2 separate regions of the Gossypium hirsutum genome follow, and region 1 is linked to region 2. The links are chromatin contacts, called in public Hi-C maps. All regions are on one chromosome and are shown on one strand. Each heading gives the region's core, a stretch centred on a gene start, on an enhancer-like site or on the middle of the called end of the contact. The rest is flanking DNA. Distances are from core to core; before and after follow the strand shown. Region 1 holds the start of LOC107901833 (SH3 domain-containing protein 3). Region 2 holds the start of LOC107938543 (subtilisin-like protease SBT5.6).

What was found. Hi-C and Micro-C count contacts between places; a contact is called where the count stands out from the background.
Region 1: a contact with region 2 is called in a Hi-C map of leaf, with 4 times the contacts expected there. The contact joins the promoter of LOC107901833 here to the promoter of LOC107938543 in region 2. A contact is called at or near these places in 18 of 34 Hi-C or Micro-C datasets (anther, callus, cotyledon and 5 more).

What each region holds. Positions count from the first base shown.
Region 1 is chrD06:51,278,788-51,282,163 of Gossypium_hirsutum_v2.1, forward strand. LOC107901833 (SH3 domain-containing protein 3) reads right to left here and starts at 1,993. Exons shown (of 10, transcript XM_041095479.1): 1 at 1,714-1,993; 2 at 835-957; 3 at 352-421; 4 at 70-224. The coding sequence starts at 1,773.
Region 2 is chrD06:51,075,825-51,079,155 of Gossypium_hirsutum_v2.1, forward strand. LOC107938543 (subtilisin-like protease SBT5.6) reads left to right here and starts at 1,526. Exons shown (of 9, transcript XM_041095853.1): 1 at 1,526-1,749; 2 at 1,866-2,061; 3 at 2,152-2,340; 4 at 2,534-2,645. The coding sequence starts at 1,675.

The sequences.
Region 1 (3,376 bases), core at 743-3,242, 200 kb after region 2:
TAACTAAAAATTTATTTTATGATGTGATGAAAAGAGGCTTTCAAAACACAACATCCGATAAATGTCAACCTGTTCGGATAACAACTTAATCAAATCTTCTTGCTCCTTCTCTACATGTTTACAACCATCACCATAAATAGCTGCAGCTTTGGCAAGAATATTTTCGTTGATGTTTTCACTGTTTTCAGTTCCATATCGGCAGCATTCTTCAGAGAACTTGGTCCCTGATTATCATAAAGATTAAGAACCATAAAGATAAAGCTTTATCTTCACAATATATGTTATTTATTTCAATCGCACCAAATTCATGTCAGAACAACAAAATTAAAAAGGTATGAATTAATGCTGCACCTGTTTCAATATGCTTATACCCGATGGCTGTAAATGCTTCTGCAGCTTTAATAACTTCTTTTTGAAAATCCTGAAAGGAAGAGCGGTAAATTCATTAAGCAAGCACTCCATGGGTATTAAACTTGCAGTAAATATAAAAGAAAATTAAGAGAAATTAGTTTTTATGAAAGTTAGGAAATTTGAGAAACTAAATATCAGAATATAGTACAGCCATTAGTAGCTTTCATAATAAATTTTGTTCCTCCAACCAGGCGCACCCGCAGAGCAACTGTTACCTTCGAAATTTTATTTAGTTAAAATGACACCGAAGAGATTTAACTGAAGTACTTAACTGTAACTCAAGTAGATAGGATGCACTAAAGTTACATACTGAAAATGGTTTCATTTGTGAAGATATGAATGACACGGATTCACCGAGAACAAAGCAATATGACAGGATTATCAAATTAAGTTTCACAAATTTATGAAGGAAATGTTGTTTACCCTAGCTGAACGAGTGGACTTGTACAATTTGTCCAGTTGTTGATGCCTTTGCATCTCAATCTCATCAATAACTACAACATCTGAGCTCTCATAACCAGTTCCACTGAATTGCTTTATTACAGCCTGCAAAAAAAATTCTTTTAACTCAATAGTAGAAGACATTGATCATCTCAAGAAAAATGCAACTAGCAAAACTAACATAAATATAAGAATTAAGGGTAACTTGTCAGGGACTCAGATCAAACAAAATTAGCCCAGTTAGAATAAGATAGGATGATATTGTTTTCGAGTAACTGATCCTAACAAGGTAAACCAAATGAATGACATCCATGCTCATGTTTAAACCAAATGCAAGAAACACTTGCAGAGATAAGAGCCAATCAATCAACACTTGGAAGCACTTGAGATCTCACGGATTACTCAACTTTCAGGTAAAGGATGAAGCTTTGCAATAACAAAAGCTTCTGGAAACTCTGTATCTACTCTTTTCCCTATGTTAGAAAATGTAGGGCAATCTAATGGTAGGTACAGTTTTTTGAGAATATAGCAGAAAACAAACTCAAAGGACATGGAACTAGCTAATTTACCTAAAAAAGAATGATTCGTCTTTGATGATTATAAATTACAATTTAACGTTTAGAATTAACTCCACAATTAAATATTTAATTCTTGAAACATATACATTAGGCCCCCAAACTTCTAGAAGTCAAAGTAATTAAACACATCTAATTCTGTAATCCAAGACTAAATAAAATATTTGCTTTCATTTTCCCAGATTTCCTCCATTATCCTGACAACCAAATCAACAGAACTCGATTCTCCTTAAACCCAGGAAAATAAATTAAAAAAGAGAGGAGTGAAGGGTTGTGATGAAATTGCCTGCTGTTGCTTGGCAACTTGTTCTCTGAGCTTGCTGGCTTGCCTTCTAAAAGCATCCATTGTTGCCTCTTCTAGTTCTACCTCCTCTCAACACAACGAAACAGATTTACAGAAAAAAAAAAGTACTAGTTTCTTGAAATCTGGATTTTATTTTATCGATTGATCGACTTAGCAGATCTGGCAGCTGGCTGGCTATGCTTGAGAGACCAAAGCCTTCGATTACCTCACTGTCATCTCGTAATTTTTGTTTTTTTCGGGTTGATGGAATAATTAATGGGCTTCTTCATTCAGGATAGCTCTGAGCCAGCCTATATTTCTTTGTCGGCCTTCGGCTCAGCTAAATTTGCTGGACTGGACTTTATCATTCCAACCCACTAAATTTTAAATAATCATTCAAATATTTATCTTTTCATTGCAATCAATTTCTTTAAAAAAAAAAGAAAAGAAAAGTTAATATAAACTTGTCAAAAAAATATTTAATTGATATTTGAATTTTATTTTGTATTTACTTTTATTTCATTACATTGCTCTCAATTTGTTAACAACATTAATTTTTTAAGGATTAGCATGTAGTTTGTCTCATAAACTTATCCAAAAGTAATTAGTTGATATCTGAATTTGTCTAACAGTATCTAGTTTGTACTTGAACTTGTCTAAAAAATTATACTTTTTTAAATTATTTATATTTTTTAAAATAATTATACTTTTTTAATTTATGTCCCCACGTATCATACTAAGAGATTATCACGTATCACTATAGGATTAGTCATTAGCACCACATCAGTACAAACTAACAGCTTTAATGCAAAAATACTAATCTGGATGACAGAATACTAATTTAAATACCGATTAGGTATAAAAAATGTAAATACCAACTAAATGCTTTTAAACAAATTTAAGTGACAAATTACTTATTAACCCTTTAATGGGATGGAAATAGATTAATGTTGCTGAGGTGTAAGAAAAAGTTGGTGGGAAAGACATTGGCTCATACGGTGGAGGGAGGTCATGCTGACAGCCTAGTTGCCTGGTTTCTTTTAGGTCCTAATGGAGGATGGTCAAGGGTTAGCTCCTTTGGAGTGAGTTTCGCTTGCTCTTATGAGGGTCATTATAGGTGGACAGTAGTCTTGGGTTTGGACACGTGTTGGACTTATTACGTCTACGATGTCTCTTTACTAGGCTGACAACATGATTTGATGTGATGTAAGCATAGGCTGTTGGAAAAATTCAATCTAAAGATCAAGTTTTTTGCAAAATGGAAAATTATATTTTTTCTAAAATCCAACTTTTGTATTATTTATAATAATAAATTTTACCTACATGTGTTTTTTATTGAGTGGTTTAATTGTTACCCAGTTTTCAACCAACATAATTTTTTTCGTTATTTTTGAACTCTCGATTTATTTAGAGTGTGAGCTCTAATCACATGAACTGATCACACATAATGAAAATTATTAATTTTTTAGTGAGAAAATTAATTCTTTTTATGAGCTAGAAACCAAACACAAGTTCTCACAAAAAAAAATTATTTGGTAAATAAATCTCACTAAATTCTGACTGAGTAACTATGTTCAATAATTGTCTATTTTGACCAAACCCATAGTCCCTACTAATAGGAAAAACTCACAAAATTTCTAGTTAAACAAGAGGTAACAAAACAATA
Region 2 (3,331 bases), core at 276-2,775:
CTTTAAAAAACTGCCAATCGTTCTTTTTTTATTCCTCCTCCTCTTTTCTCTTTTTTTTTTACAATGAAGGGAGAGGCCTCTATTTATAGTTGAGCCTCCCCAAATCCAACGGTACAGATCAATTACATCAACGGCTGAGATTAAAGGGTATCTACAAATTAAATCTCTAAGATTACAGAATCATATCTTCTAAGATTACATATCATATCTAAGATTGCATATCATATCTAAGATTGCATATCCTCAAAAATTATGTTTCCATATGTGAGCCCGGGCTAAAATTGGGTATTACATAAAGAAATTTAAAAATTTAAAAATTAAAATAATAATTTTGGGATGTTAATAAATTAATTAATGATTCAAGTTTATCATGTTAAAAATACTTTTTTTTCTTCTTATTTTGTTTTGAAAAAGTTTTCAAATATATATATGGTTTCAAATTTATATCCTCTAACATGGAACTAGTTATATTGTAACAATATTTTAATTTGGGATGTTTAATTTTTTAATTTAACTTGAATAATTTCACTCGATTCGATTCGAGTCGACTTGAATTTCATTTCACTCGACTCCATTAAAAAAATTCAAATCGAGGTAGTATGATAAAATAAGACTCGTTAACTCAATTAACTCGAATTTTTTTCACTCGATTCGATCGAACGTTCACCCCTACTTTTAACCCTGATTAAGAAAAGTAAAAACCTAGGCATAACGTTAAAGGATGCTTTTATTAATTATTTAGTAAATTACATTTTAATAAAAAATAAAAACTTTAAAGATAAAATAATTTTAATTATAATTGTTTTATTTATCATCAAATAAATATATTTAATAAAAACTCATGAGTTGACTGATGTAAAACTGGAGTTTCGAATTTTATCACAATTCATATGGGTGTGAAAATTAAATATTTAAATAATTTAGGTAAAGTTTGAAATTATTAATAATAATATTTATATAATATATAGGGAATTAAAATTAAAAAAAATATTTTAAATTGCGAGTAATTTTTTAAAAAATAAATAAATACACTATATTAAGAATATAAATTATCTCATCATATGTAAATTTTATATTGATTTTATTAAAAACATAAAAAAAAAAAACAAAAGTACTTTTGTAAGAATATAACTTATTTCAAAATTGTAAGGGCAATTTAATAATTTTTCAATTGGGTTGACCTTCGATTGACATGTGACACAAGCTCAATTAGAGATTTAAATAATAGTATAAAAGATAAATATACAAACAATGTTGGTGAAACATTGAAATGTTTGTCAAATAATATTGAAATGCATAAAATATCAAAATAAAATTAAAGGAATGGGTTCAAATGTCAATATATGTAAATTTTATGTTGATTTTCTTAAAAATTTAAAAAATAAAAATATTATCATAACAATATAACTTATTTTAAAGATGGTAATTTTTAAAGGCACAATTATCTTTAATTAAAGATATACTTTATTTTTTTTTTCAATTATAGATTACCATATTTATCTGTAAATACAGTAAATGCTAAGAAGATTTTTCAAAACCATATAACAGTCCATATATCATGTAAAGTGAAAGAGTTGTAATTATCAGCATAAAGTATAAACAATTCATCAAGACGCTTATAAATATAACATTATCTCTCCATAGGATTGACAATACTCAGTACCGTTATTTGCCATGAAGAACACTATCTCTTGTTTCCTTCTACTCTTGATTGTCGTTCCTATCTTGGCCTCATCTGTTGAGAAAAAAGTAGTTTTTCTGTTTCTCGTAACTCTTCTATTATTTCTTCAACATCTTTCAGTAGTAAAGTTCTCTCTTGGAACTCTAATTTTCATGTAAAATATATATATTTATTGTCTATGTAGGTGTATATAGTTTACTTGGGGCAGCACAACAATGGGGAGAAAGCTTTGCATGAGATTGAGAAAACCCATATCTCATACTTACTTTCAGTCAAAGAATCTGAAGAAGATGCTAAATCTTCCCTTCTTTACAGCTACAAACACAGCATCAATGGCTTTGCTGCAAAGCTTACACCAGATGAAGCCTCCAAGCTCTCTGGTGGGTGACTCATTAGCACCATATTTCTTCATCTCCATTTCTGAAATTAATACCTAATAACAATGCTTGGGTTTTCATTTTTCCTCACAGGAATGGATGGGCTTTTGTCAGTGTTTCCTTCACATGGAAAGCACTCAGTGCAGACAACAAGGTCATGGGAATTTGTTGGCTTAGATGAAGGAGATAGCTATTCATGGGAAAAGCTTAAGATTGGAGGAGAAGACTTGTTGTCAAAAGCTAAACATGGCAAAAATGTCATTATTGGAGTGATGGATAGCGGTAAAAACGCTTTGCAATTATAATTTAAAACTATATATGAATTCCAATACCATCTTTTTAGATCATTCGTGACTGTCTCAGGCATTATTGCTTTTGTTGTATTCGGATAACTTAGTAGCAAATAATTCATTTTTCTAAATGTATTATGTAATTATTGGATTGTTTTAATGTTTTGGGGGTCTTATCAATTTAGGTGTATGGCCGGAATCACCGAGCTTCAGTGACCAAGGAATGGATCCCACCCCAAAATCATGGAAAGGAATCTGCCAAGGAGGAGTCGCTTTTAACTCATCCAATTGCAACAAGTGAGTGAATTTTCGTTCTTTGCTTTCTATTCCGCTATTCGGCTTGACTTGCCACTTCATGTATGGGTTCCAGCATTCATTCTTTATAATAATATTTTTTTTATAAAATTCTAAAACCTTAAACTTTCCCATTTTAAATCCTAAAACTCTAAACTTTACCCTAGATACTTAAAGCTAAATTTTAAATTCAATTAAAAACTATTTAAGGGCTCAAACGTGTGAACATATGTTTTTCCTTAACTTATATGATATTTTTGTCCTATTAATCAAACCATATTTAATAAAAGGTTTGAGAAAATTTTCCCTTTCATCTAATTTACTTTCGATGAACTTTATATAATTTGTTGAATACCACGCAAATTTTATTGCATATTGAGGAGTTCTTTTTGGGTTCTCTATTCTACTTTTTCGAGGTTGGTTCATGTGTCAAAATCTCGTGAAAACAATCTGAAAATGATTCCTAATAAATCCAATAATCTTTGAGGAAAGGAGGACCCTATTCTATTTGGATTGATAGGACCCGCTAAGGTTCTTTGATTATATCAAAGGATCAATTCTATGGTTACACCCCATAGTTATTTAATCTCTACACTTTAATTTAATTAATATTTTTTTAAAAATTTATTAATTTTAATTATTAAATTTTTAAATTTTAGTTCTAATTCAATTCGATTAAATTAAATTAC